Regions from separate parts of the Mus musculus genome. Here region 1 is linked to region 2. Evidence: chromatin contacts called from public Hi-C data. All regions are on one chromosome and are shown on one strand. Each heading gives the region's core, a stretch centred on a gene start, on an enhancer-like site or on the middle of the called end of the contact. The rest is flanking DNA. Distances are from core to core; before and after follow the strand shown.

What was found. A called contact is a pair of places that touch in the nucleus more often than the background predicts.
Region 1: a contact with region 2 is called in a Hi-C map of pancreatic cancer cells, with 2.5 times the contacts expected there. The contact joins two enhancer-like sites. A contact is called at or near these places in 18 of 484 Hi-C or Micro-C datasets (the 63-12 cell line, 8-cell embryo, B cells and 9 more), 3 of 115 datasets of contacts at active chromatin or transcription factors (all in embryonic stem cells) and 3 of 9 other capture datasets (adipose tissue, liver and pancreatic islet).

The regions. Positions count from the first base shown.
Region 1 is chr3:130,795,165-130,801,883 of GRCm38.p6, forward strand. Gm36443 (a long non-coding RNA gene) reads right to left here. Exons shown (of 3, transcript XR_376074.3): 2 at 4,891-5,068. Among named protein-coding and RNA genes, the nearest start is that of Gm36443, 5.4 kb to the right of the region's middle. Within about 2 kb of position 3,722, at least 7 of the 459 cell types and tissues checked have an H3K27ac peak or open chromatin away from gene starts, as enhancers often do. A contact at or near this core is called in pancreatic cancer cells, where this site is marked.
Region 2 is chr3:130,711,194-130,717,744 of GRCm38.p6, forward strand. No RefSeq gene overlaps it. Among named protein-coding and RNA genes, the nearest start is that of Ostc, 5.0 kb to the left of the region's middle. Within about 2 kb of position 4,233, at least 119 of the 459 cell types and tissues checked have an H3K27ac peak or open chromatin away from gene starts, as enhancers often do. A contact at or near this core is called in pancreatic cancer cells, where this site is marked.

The DNA of each region.
Region 1 (6,719 bases), core at 2,472-4,971, 83 kb after region 2:
CAGATATCCTGCATATTTATTTACATCAGATATTTACACTCCATGACATAGCAAAATTACAGGTATGAAGTAGCAACAAAAATAATTTTATGGTTGGGGGTCACGACAATATGAGGAAAAGGGTCACAGCATCAGGAAGGAAGGTTGAGGACCTCTAAGAGATATGCATGAGGCGAAAGAGAAGGCTGGGCAGATTCCATGACAGACTTCAAATTGACAGTCAAGGAGACTAGGCCTAAAACCTGGGTAAGTCCAGGCATGCCTAGGGAAGTCAATTACTAATAGAAAAAAACCCAGGCTCCAGCCTTCATGCCCAGGTCATGGAATGTCCCAGCCGCCCGGCCTGAAGCAAGGACCATGGGTCAGCAGTAGTTTCCAGACTTCCTGAGCTACTTTTTCAGTAACAGTTCCCAGACCTTCCCAGCAGGTTTCCAGCCCCCACACCTCAGTAATGGGATGTCCCTAGAGACGGACCCAACAGATTTAACACAGAGGTCACCTACCCCAGAATTCCCTGATGTGCTTTAAATCAGGCCTGCAAGCTCACTTGGGCGTCTCTCTTTCTTGGTAATGGGGAGATCCCAGCATGCTGGACTTCTGCAGAATAAAACCCTCCTTGTTTACATACTATCTGAGTTCAGAATGCTATTCTTCAGCAAATCGTGGATCCTTACACTAAAACTGCTTTGTAGGTCTGAGGTGGTAGATTTTTGGCAGTATAGTCCCAGAATATTCCATACTACAGGCTGGCCTATGACAACTTTCACAAGCACCTCTTCTTTAAAAAAATGAAACGAAAACTGTCCGTCCACATTGGAATAATGACCATTCAACCTGCACCTTACAGCACACTTTCTGTTCAAAAGTTCCACCTTTCCCTTTTGATTTCTAAAGAGATACGAACAGGTACTAAACTTGGTGGGATCTGTGGGCCCTTTATTTTGTGCCTGCTGGAATGCCAGCCCTGGGGGGAAGTGGGGGGACGGGACGGGACACGGAAACAGCCCAGCAGAGTGGGTTCCACTGACACACCACACTCTGTTCTCTCCTAGCTTTTACGGCTCCTCTTTGGAGCTGGAGGGAGTTAAGATCTGCTTTGGCCTTCAACAGATGAGTACATCTTCCAATGATGTCCACCTCCAAGTCCAGTTCATGAAATTAGTAAGGATGTCCCCATCTCAACAGATGGCTAATTGTGAAGCCAGGGCTTTTGCTCGTGTGTGTAAATGAGCCTGGCTATCAGCCTGAAAGCTGTTCATTTTAGTATTTTTTTTTATTTTTACAAAAACAATCAAAACTCTAAAGTGTCTCCTGTCTGGATGGATATTACCATCCCCACCATCCAGGTGACGGGGGTTTGACACACTAAGAACCTCTCCTTGGTGGCTGCCTCTGACACATAGCCAATTGGCAGACATTGCTCCCGGGTCCCCCTCAGCGGTTTGCTCTTCTAAAACCGGAAGAAAGCACACAGGAGTCCCCCTTTGCATGCCCCAGTGACCTATGTGAGTGAATGCTGTTTTATTTCCTGTTTCTGTTAGACTATATGTGGCACTTTCCCCACTGTTTCCTCAGTCCCAATCACCCACATGTCTCAGAAGAGTGCCGGAACCCGGGTGATTACACTCTGTGGATATCGGAGCCAGTGGGCGTTGGTTTGTCAGGCGCAGGCATATTAGCAGATAACAGAGAACTGCTTAGGCACACACACTTAATTGGTTACTTTTAGTCACACACATACCTAGTTTAATGAGAATCACTCTTCAGTTGATATGAGCTAGTTTACTGACTTCTAATTCTTAGCCTTTGCTCTGTAAAAGCCAGTCTTCTTTCTGCTTTGTATGTATGGCCTTCCCCACGCCTTTCCTTCTGCCCCTAGCACCCCAGGTTCCTGCATTCCAGGCTGCCTCTGTCTCACTAGTAGCAGAGGATGGCCTTGAACTCTCTACCCTTCTGCTTCCCCCTCTCAAGTGCTGAGATTACAGCTGTGCACCACCTGGCTGAGTGCAGACTCATTCATACTTTAAGGCGGGACTTCCTAGAACTATCTTCCTATATAGTTTTCACCTAGCCATCTTCCCCGTTCTCAGGGATTTGCTAAGCACATATCATATTCGTCAATCTGATGCCAGACATTTATTCATATTTCATTAACTTTAAAATTATAATGATCCCCCATTGAGGCAGCTCACAGTTAACTGTCAGCTAGATGCTGCCCTGGGGTTGGTTGTTTTACCGGTTGGCATAATGAGGCTCTTCGAATTTCTGTCCACTGACCTCTTATGGACCATTGGAGGAAGGCCTGCAAACGATCATTGTCTGGTATCTAGTATTCTGTTGGGGGAGTGACGTCTTAGTGCTGATGTCCATGGCTTGAGAGGAAATCCCACGGCTAAAACAAGAGCTCTTTGCAGACACACTGTCCCCTCAGCACTCTGGAGGCACGGGCAGTGATGATGTACTTAACTCAGAATTGGACTCTGGGTGTCAAGTTTAGGAAATTGAACCTATTTCTTCAGATGATGTTTTCCTTTGTGTGGATGTGTAAGAGGAGTGTGCCAAATGGCTGTGGGAAAATATGTTGCTTGAACCAACCAGGGAAATGTCTAACAAAACCCCGCGCTTTGATTTTATTAAGCATCGGGTCATCCTTAGGGGCTCCCTGCCCCTTACTTTTTCTTTTAAGATTTACTTTGTTTTTCAAAGATTTTGTATGTGTGAATGTTTGTCTATCTGTGTGCCTGGTGTGTCCCTGAAGGAGGAGACCATGAAGGCACTGGATACCTTAGAACTAGAGTTCCTGCTGCTTGCGAGCAGCCATGTAAATGCTGGAAATGAAACCCAGTCCTTTGCAAGAGCAGCAAGTGCTTTTAACTGCACAGTCCTTTGCAAGAGCAGCAAGTGCTTTTAACTGCAGAACTGTCTGTCTTTCTAGCTCCTCCCTCCACTGTTCAATGGTATTGTGATGGTTTGTAGGTGCTCAGTCCTGGGAGTGGCACTATTTGGTGGTGTGGCCTTGTTGGAGTAGGTGTGGCCTTGTGGGTATGGGCTTTAAGACCCTACTCCTAGCTGCCTGGAAGCCAGTATTCTGTTAGCAGCCTGCAGATGAAGATGTAGAACTCTCAGCTCCTCCTGCACCATTCCTGCCTGGATGCTGCCATGTTCCCACCTAGATGATAATGAACTGAACCTCTGAACCTGTAAGCCTGTCCCAATTAAATGTTGTCATTTATAAGACTTCATAGCAGTAAAACCCTAACTAAGACAGGTATCTAATAGCGGTGCATATCATCATGGTGCCTAGTGCTAATCTTAAGTGCCTGCTGGTCCCTTTGTTTGGTTTTCTTTAAGTAACTATTTCTTGAATGCCTACGATGTGAGTCAAATGGTGCTAGGTGCTATAAATCAATCGGTGTGCTCTCAAACTTGATCCCAGAGAGGGATAAATACTGTGGAGAAAAAGACGTGGAATGCTTTCATGAATATATTGTAAAACAGTTCAACTCTGAGGGCCTAAAACACAATTCCTGTTCTCAGACAAAGAGAGAGAAAAGATTTAAAAAGGTGGTAGATGAAATGCCATGAACTCGTAACCATTCTAGAGGAAGTGAGTTCTAAAACTCCAATAAGAACCCGATGACTGGTCCAAGGTAGGCTGCCATGCTAAAAAGCCAGGGAACAAGTGGAAAACTGGTGACTTCTACTTATAAGCAGTTCAAGTAGCAGACGTGACTCATGAGGTGGCAGGAAATAGGCCCAGAACAGTGGTTCTCAAAGGGTTGAGGTCCCTTTGCCAAACCCCTATCTTTAAAAATATTTACATTACAATTCATAACAGCACAGTAGCAGAATTGTAGTTATTAAGTAGCGAGGAAAATAAATTCATGGTTGGGGTCACCACATCAGGAGGAGCTATATTAAAAGGGTCAAGATTAAGAACCAATGCTCTAGAAAGATTTAGGAGCTTATATATGCTATAGTGAGTCCTTCTATCATACACAGTGAGGTGATATCTATCCCAGGGCTAGGAGTGGGCGGGGTTAGACCAAGTAATACTTGTATTTCAGAAAGATCACTCTTGCTGATGATGCAGAGTGGATTCATCTTACCTCTCTTCCCTGCCCCTCGAGCAAGGACCAATCGCATCAATCAGTTAGAAGATGGAGGTGGGAGGGTTGGGAGGGGGAGGGGATCATTTATTATGATCATACAACTGTCGAAAATGTTGACTTTGGTACCCTGTGGCCCCTGCCCTGTCGCAGTCACTGCAATCATTTTTAAATGATGTCCGGTCAAGTTACTTGACTAGAAAGCAGATTAACAAATCCACTGACCGGGAGAACAACAGATCGATAAGATCGTCACGCCAATTACGTTACGTGACAGAGTCAAAAAAATCAAAGTGTTCGGTGGCCTTCCTGAGCTTCTGAGGGGCAGGAGAATTTTCATCTGAGATTTATCAAAGGTTTCTGAGAGCAAAAGAATGGTTCGAATGAAACTCAATTGATTTTGTGTTTCTGCCAGAGCTTTCTATGGGGTCATAGCCTGTCAGGTATTAAAAAAAAAAAAAACACGGAAGAAAATCGTATTTTTACTGGAGCATCCTTTCAAGGTGCAGAAGCGAGAAGGCCCTGCTCACAGAGGCTGGACTGATAAATGCTGGCCGAGTGTCTGTTTAAACAGATGCAAATGAAGTGCCAAAAGGCTCAAGTTCAAAGGAGGGACTCAGTACCTGAGAAATGGCTCTTTATGGAATTCCACTTCTTCTGAAGCAGTTAGTTAGAAATTTTTCTTTATGCAGGTGAGCCAGGCAGATAGCTCTGTGTGGGTCTCTCAGTCCACAAGGCCACAGGCCTTCTTTAGGCTTATTGAGAGAGAGGGGCTGCTCACCTGGAAGGTTCCATGTCACTGGAGTGTTAGCATCTTTCCTTTGTGCCATTCCTCATGAGTCGCTTCTAAACATTTTCTCTTCAGTGCTTTTCTGGATGTGTGGAGCAGGTGAGAGAGGGATAGCTCTGCAGGAAACCACTTAAAGAATGTAGATAATACCAATCAGTGTTGAGTCATCCTGTCAGAGAGGAAAGAGCATCCTGGTTAGTTATTTATCATACCCCGAGGCTTGGTGGAATACAACTTCCTTGATGAAGAGATAAAAGGAACTACATAAAAGCAAGGTTTAAAAAAAAATTCATTAAAAGGGAATCTACCTTTTGGCTTTAACCTTTTGGAGTTTTAAAAATTATTATTTATTGGCATTACTGAAAATTTTCATCACAAAAAGTCAGGAGTATGGTGAGGGGGAAAATGGAGCTGGAAAGGAACAGAAATGCAGAGAGATAGAGAAAACCAGGATTTGGAAATAAGAAGCGGGAGGTTGGAGAGAGGCAGAGAGGCAGAGAGAGGCAGAGAGAGGCAGAGAGAGAGGCAGAGAGAGAGGTAGAGAGAGGCAGAGAGGCAAAGAGAGGCAGAGAGAGGCAGAGAGAGAGAGGCAGAGGCAGAGGCAGAGGCAGAGGCAGAGGCAGAGGCAGAGAGAGGCAGAGAGAGGCAGAGAGAGAGAGGCAGAGGCAGAGGCAGAGGCAGAGGCAGAGGCAGAGGCAGAGGCAGAGGCAGAGGCAGAGGCAGAGGCAGAGGCAGAGGCAGAGGCAGAGGCAGAGGCAGAGGCAGAGGCAGAGGCAGAGGCAGAGGCAGAGGCAGAGGCAGAGGCAGAGGCAGAGGGAGGCAGGAGGCAGGAGGCAGTCTAAAGACATTGACTTCCCTAGAAGTGAATTTTTAATTTTCCCTGGGGAAGTAGAGGCCACTTCCCCAGAGAAGAGATACAACCTGCTCTGGGAAAGCAGTTGCTTCACTCTGTTGGAGTCACTGAGAGGAATTTGGCCCAGTTGGCCACAGAGAACTCTTAAGTGGTTCTCAACCTGTGGGTCTCGACCCCTTGGGATGCATATCAGATATCCTGCATATCAGATACTTACATTATGATTCATAATAATAGCAAAAGTACAGTTATGAAGTAGCAACAAAAATAATTTCATGGTTGGGGGGGGGTCACCACAGCATGATGAACTGTATTTAAAGGGTTGCCTCATTTGGAAGGTTGAGGACCACTGTCAGAGAACCAAACGACAGAGTGTAGCTGGAGTCTAACTGGAATAAAGCAGGACTCTTACTTTCAAATGAAGGCTTGAGATCAAGGTTCCTAAGGTGCTCTGCTGTTCTAGAATGTTCTCTCTGTGGGCCAGGGGGAGCCCGAGAAAGAATGTGAAGGAAGGGAGGTGAGACTTTATTACACGATGGCACGTAGTTCCAAACCAGGCTCTCCGAGACAGCACTTTGCTAATAAACAACACTTAGCAAGCTTAGCTGAGTTACAGAGCAACACTGGGCCTTTTCTAAAGAAAGCAATACAATAAATCACTTTTATTTCATTAAAAAAACTTATTTATGTTATGTTGTTGTTTTATGTTATGTGTATGAGTGCATGTATGTATATGTATCACACGTGTGCCTGGTGCCTGCAGAGGCCAGAAGAACAGGTTGAGGGTGTCAGATCTGGTTATCAGCTTCCATGTAAGTGATGGGAGCCAAATATGGGTCTTCCCGAACAGCTGTAAACATTCTTAATTGCTAAACCATCTTTCCAGCCCCAAATCAAGGCTTTTAGGGAAGCCACCATTTAACTATTTGAAAGAACTCATTTATGAACTATGTGAGTAACAAATTGT
Region 2 (6,551 bases), core at 2,983-5,482:
TGCACTGACGAAAGTCTAAAGGAACATAAAAACAAACGTGTGTGTGATAAAACTGTAGACTATGCCTTTTCCAAAATACTACCAATTACATACGAACAACGTTTGTATGTAATATGCATGTTCAATATGTTATATTCTATGTTCGAAAAGTTTAAAGAGTTCCCAGTTATAACATGGCAGTTACTTTCTACCAAAGAATACAGTGCTGTGTTCTCCAAGGATTAGCTGGTTATAGTACAGTATAGTATAGTATAGTATAGTATAGGTTATATAGGTCTGCTTGTATCCAAGAGATGGTGGATATTTGTTATGATCAGAAACTCGATGTCATAAGTTCGGGGGCAATGTCTGCTTTATTACTGAATCTTCAGAGCTTTTGACCAGCTGGCATAGTAGGACCCATTAGCTACGTGTTGACTGGATCAGTGACTGAGCCTCTTCCATAGCTTCAGACTCTTCAGTGTGTCCCCTGACGATTGTGCTTTCTTCATGTATCTTTGGTTTTGTTTCTTTCTCTGCATCTCTGGCATCAGCAGCCCAGAGACATCATCTCTGGCCTCTGGGTCACGCCACATTGTTTCCAAGGTGCTATTTCTAAGAAACCGAGCAGATTTCAGAAGATCCACGGCGATACCATCTTTACTGCTAGCTACAGAGAAGTAAGGACATGGGCCGGACAGGAACGTTGGATTGCCGTGTAGTCTCAGTCTCTGCTCTCTCTCCATTTTCTGTCTTACACCTTCTCTTCTTACTCGATAATTGCTTTGTGGAAATTGTGCACGTGCTCGGAAGACATCGCCTGACCTCTCACACTTTCTTCCCCATCCCTGCGGAGCTTGGGGGTCACTGGGCTTCAGTGGGGTGCTGGTATTGTTCACCGTTCACTCCTCCATCAATTCCTCAAACATGGGTGGGGTAAGTAGCAGGGATGAGTTCTCGCCTGTGTGCTGCTGGCTTCAAGGTAACCAGCGCATGACTCTCGCCCTCAACAAAGCTTTGCCCCCAGGTGCAGACCCATAAGCCTGTCCTCTTGGCACTCAGGAGGCTCAAGCAAGGAGCACCATGAGGCTGCGGTAGCTGTCATAGGAGCATAGGAGACTCACACATAATTGATGCACCTAAGTGTGATATGGAGCTAATAGGGATTAGGGCTTTTTGTTTGGTTGGTTGGTTTTGTTTATTGTGTTGTTACTATTATTGTTGTTGTTGTTGTTGTTATTAAAGGGGTTTTTTTGTTGTTGTTTGGTCAGTTTTTTTGGTAGGTTTTTTTGTTGTTGTTGTGGTGGTGGTGGTGGTGGTGGTGGTGGTGTTTTTTGTTTTTTGTTTTTTGTGGGTTTTTGTTTTTTGTTTTTTGTTTTTGTTTTTTTTTGTTTTTGTTTTTGTTTTGTTTTTTTTGAGACAGTTTTTCACTGTATAGCCCTGGCTGTCTTCTCAGTAAACCAGGCTGGTCTCAAACTCAATGCTGGGATTAAAGACATTTTCCACCACACTAGGCTTTGGGTCTTTTGGGTTGTTTGTTTGTTTGTTTGTTTTGCTTTTGGGGAGTTTTTGTTGGAGGTGGTGCTGGTTTTAGTTTGGTTTTCGTATTTTTGGAAGGCTCACTTGGTTTTGTTTATTGGTTTTTTGGGGGGGGGGTTGTTGTTTGTTTTTTGGAAGGGTCATAGACCATGTGAAGCTGTTTAAAAAAAAAAAACCACCTATAAATTCTCTTCCCAGAAAAAAAACGCCCTCATATACCCACCCAATGTAGAATAAAATTATAGGAAGTTCTCAGACCAAAGTTAAAAGAGAAGGAAGAGAGTTGCAGACGGATGCCTAGGGACTCGCCCACATGATGAGGAGGATACTACAAAGTAAATACAGAAGATCAAAGGTTCAGGCTGGGCAGGCATACATACAGAAGCGGCAGAAGAGAGTTTCCACATGTCAGATGAAGGAAAAGGAAAAGAAGCCGCAGCATTTGACAGAAGGCCAGCCCTTAGTGACCATTAGCCATTGAACGTGTCCAGTACAAAGTGTTAAAATGGCCAGAAAACAGATCTGAATCCTTACTGGCCACTCTGTGTCTATAAATATTTGGTAATTTAATTCACTAATTTCAGCAGCACAGTGACAGAAATCAAAGTACAGAACGGAAAAAAAGTGAAACTTAAAAAAAAATAATAATAATGATAGTGAATGGCTCAAGTCTTAAAATTCCAATACTTAAAAGGCGAAGACAGGCAGATCTCTGAGTTTGAGGCCAGCCTGGTCAACAGAACAAGTACACAGAGAAACTATCTAGAAAAAGGAAAATGACAATAAAATGAGGGTGAGATGGGTGTGCGTCACCTGTAATCCCAGCAACTGGAGGCTAAAACGGTGCCAAAAGCTAAAAGCTCAAAACCAGCCAGGCGTGGTGGTGCACACCTTTAATCCCAGCACTCGGGAGGCAGAGGCAGGAGGATTTCTGAGTTCGAAGCCAGCCTGGTCTACAAAGTGAGTTCCAGGACAGCCAGAGCTATACAGAGAAACCCTGTCTCGAAAAACAAAAACAAAAACCAAAAAAAAGTTCAAAGCCAGGGCTGGAGAGATGGCTCAGCAGTTAAGAGCACTGACTGCTCATCCAGAAGTCCTGAGTTCAAATCCCAGCACAAACATTTGTAATGAGATCTGGTGCCCTCTTCTGATGTGTCTGAAGACAGTGACAGTGTACTCACATTAAAAAAAAATCTTTAAAAAAATGGATTCATTCACCCATCACATATACATTACATATATGTGTAATATGTATGTGTGTATATATATATGAATAAAGAAAGTTCAAGTGGTAGCAGGAAGAGATGTCTAAGGGTGGAAAACTTGGTCATGTTTCTATAAAATTAAGGAAGATCACAGAAAAAAGACTAAAGATGCCAGGGAGAAGGAAGGGGATTAAATAGCTTAGCCTTGCCCAGGGCAATGGCTAGAGTGGGGAGTACAGCCCAGTAGAGGAAATTAAAAAAATCTTTACTAGTAACGTGACCAGGGAAGAGTATGTATGCATATATCCCCACTCCTTTAAAATTTATTATCACTTTCTAAGTTTTTACAGTGTGTGTTTACTTTCTATGTATATGAGTATTCTGTAGCTGTTTTCAGACACACCAGAAGAGGGCATCAGGTTCCATTACAGAGGCCAAAGTGGTTGCTAGGATTTGAACTCAGGACCTCTGGAAGAGCAGTCAGTGCTCTTAACCACTGAGCCAGCTTTCCAGCTCTGTGCATATGTCTTTTGCCTGGCTATATGTGTGTGCCTTGCATACCCTGGAATGGGAGTTAGAAACAGTTGTGATCTGTCAAGAATAGAGCCTAGGTCCTCTGCAGGAGCAGGTCTTGCTCCTATCCACTGATCCATATCTCCAGACCCTCCCATTTTAATTTTTGAGACGAGATAGTGCCAGATGCTTGGACTGACTGGCCTTGAATTTTTGATCTACCTGCCTTATTTTCCTATATAGCCAAGATTCCAGACATGTGCTGCCACACACACTTGACCTAGAAAAAGAAGGAAAAAAAAAAAAAAACAAAACCAGAAAAAAGCAGAGGTATTAGACAACCAACATATATGTCCGTTGTGCATAGGGGAATTATGCTGTCTTTTTTTTTTCTTTAATTTATGTTTTGTTTTGTTTTCTGAGACAGACTTTCTCTATGTAGCCCTGACTGACCTATATCTCACTCTGTAGATCAGACTGGCCTCGAACTCACAGATATCCGCCTGCCTCTGCTTCCTGAGTGCTGGGACTAAAGGTGTGCACCGCCACCCCCAGTGCCACGTCATCTTATCCAACCCATCCAATAATTCCCTGGAGTAGATGTCAAGGTCACTCCTCAGACAGAAGATTCCTAACCGTAAATATGGTCAAAATTCTGACGCTGACATGGCCAGAAACTAGCGGAAGCCTTCCGCCGTGTCTCCTGTAGATTTGAGTTCTGAGGCGCTAAAGAGAAAGAGGGCTGAGTTTCTCTACGTGTTCGAGGGTTAGATGGCCGCTGGAAGTGAACGGTGCCGCAGACTGTCAAGAGAGGAATGACTGCTACATAGCAGTGAGTTAGACTAAAATATATGCATACATGAACGCGAACATATAGACTTTTGTAGAAAAAACTATATACATTGAAATTAAATCTTTTCGGCAAAGCTGGTATAATTCAAATAACCATCTGAACTTCCCACTTGTAATTCCTTCCTGTGGCCACAGTGGGGCAGGGTTTCTCTTTTCTAGTACTCCGTCAGACGCAGTTTTTCTCTGGCCAAAAAACCGTACTTTTGATAAGTTGAGATTTGTCAGCTGTGCTCACAAGCACAGTAAAAAGGCAAACTTGTTTTTTAAAAACTTGCCTGGATGCTATGATCAAGTAAGTGCAATTAAATATAACATAAATAGAAAAGGCTGCTTCCTGGAGCGCTCCAGCATATCTTTAAAATGCAAATGGTTTATTCCTTTAAAGATGAAAGAAAAACCTCCTGAAAGCATCATTTTCAAATGAATAAAATATCAAACCCAGGATTTTTAAAAAAATGTATCTAGCTGCCTTGAAAATCATATAGATTTATAAAACTTTAAAAATGGGTCTGGCAAATTTTGGCCAACTGAATATTTTTTACAAAGAATAATTCTATTAAATTTTTAACATGATACATCTTTTAATAAATATGCAGGACCCCTTATGGTGGAAGGAGAGAGCCAACTCTCGCAAGTTGTTGTCTGATATTCATGTGTATGCTGTGGCATGCAAGTGCTCATAGGCATACATACATATACACAGACATACAATAATAAGTGTTTTTTTAGAAGTCATTAATATAAGAGATTAAAAACCTGACAGCAAATGCTATCCCTATCATCTGTTCCATCTCCCTATGCCTTAAAAAAAAATGTTACCAGTATTAATGGATTCTTTTGATTGAAGACTATCTTTTACCCCAAGGTTAGGAATAGCATCTAAAAGCACAGACTTTAATCTTTTCAAAGAATTTGAACTAAAACCCAGATTGCAATTTCACTACATATGTGAAATATGGCAGTGGCTTCAGAACTCAAAGTCCTTGCAAATGGGCAGCCGTACCACGGCCGTCCTCATCAACGGCTTTCGGGGCTGCTGGGAAATCAAAGAGCCTTCTCACCTCCAGAAATGATCTTTCCAGAGGTGAGTATGTGGAGTACATCTGAGCGGCTGCTGCTGCTGCTGGCCAAAAGCCTCGAGCAGCAACCCTGGCTCCAGGGCTGTCAGCCAGGCCTTCCAAACACAGCAAACTCTAAGCACCAACATAGAGAGAAACAAAACAAAAATACGTGGGCTGAAATGACGAAGGACCCTTGAAGGCATTGATTTGGCTGTACTTATGTGCATTGAAAAGAAAAAGAGTATGTTTTATATATATTAAATGAAATATCTAACTTTTTAAGAATGCTGTAAAATATTTCCATATGTACATTGTATCAAAGTACTTTCCCTCGAGTTCAGTTGAAAGGAAATACGCCGAACATTAGGCCCATCAGAATAGATGTCTCCAGTTGTGGTTTTCAGATGCCCTAATGCGCTTCTGCCCAGAACTAATCACATACAGCTTGGGCACGTCAACTGTGTGTGTGTGTGTGTGTGTGTGTGTGTGTGTGTGTGTGTGTGTATCCACCATTCCTCACAAAGACACAAAAAACATTTTGGATGGTATCGGCTGACTTCTTGCTTATTCCCATCCCGGTCACTTTCTTTTAATCATTCAAAGAGAACTCCTGCCCACACAAACTGAGACACGGACAGCAGAGACCACCATTTCTCCGAGATCCTCATTATCTTCTCTGTATTTATAGGTCCGATGACTGAGACAGACAGAGATGATTCAAACTCTTCCAACGATGATGAAAGTCTTTTCCGTCAAATTACACATACCCCCCATCTTTATAAAAGGACGGTCCAAGCCCCAGGTTGATGAGAATATCTTTAAATGTAGGTTTAGGGCCCAGATTTTAGAGGTTCAGGAGTCTGATATTTTTAGTTTAATTTTCAATTTTTGGTTTTTCAAGGCAGGGTTTCTCTATGTAGCCTTGGCTGTCCTGGAATTCACTCTGTAGACCAGGCTGGCCTTGAACTCAGAGATCTCCCTGTTTCTGTCTCCTGAGTGTGATGGATTAAAGGTGTATGCTACCATGCCTGGCTAGGAACCTGGTCTATTTTTAATTATGATCTTTTTTAGGTTTGTTCCTTGACAGTTTCATATGTTTATTAAAACATCTGGTCACTCTCTCCCCAAAGCGCCAGTCTCCCTCCCCGCACAGTCACCCACCTCTCCCCTAGAAGTCTCCTTTCACAGTCAGTCCTCTGGTTTTGTGTTGTGATCCACTGAGTTGAATCACAGTCTTCTATGGACCACAGGTTTGGAGCTATCCACGAGTGCCTGGTGGGCTCACCTCTAAGTATCCAGCTGAAGGCAATGACTGTCCCTCCTCCAGAATCCACCAGCAGGGAGGGACAGGGCTGCACAAGTCCTTCCAAGATTAGTGGCCAGTCTAGTCTTGTGCCAGCCT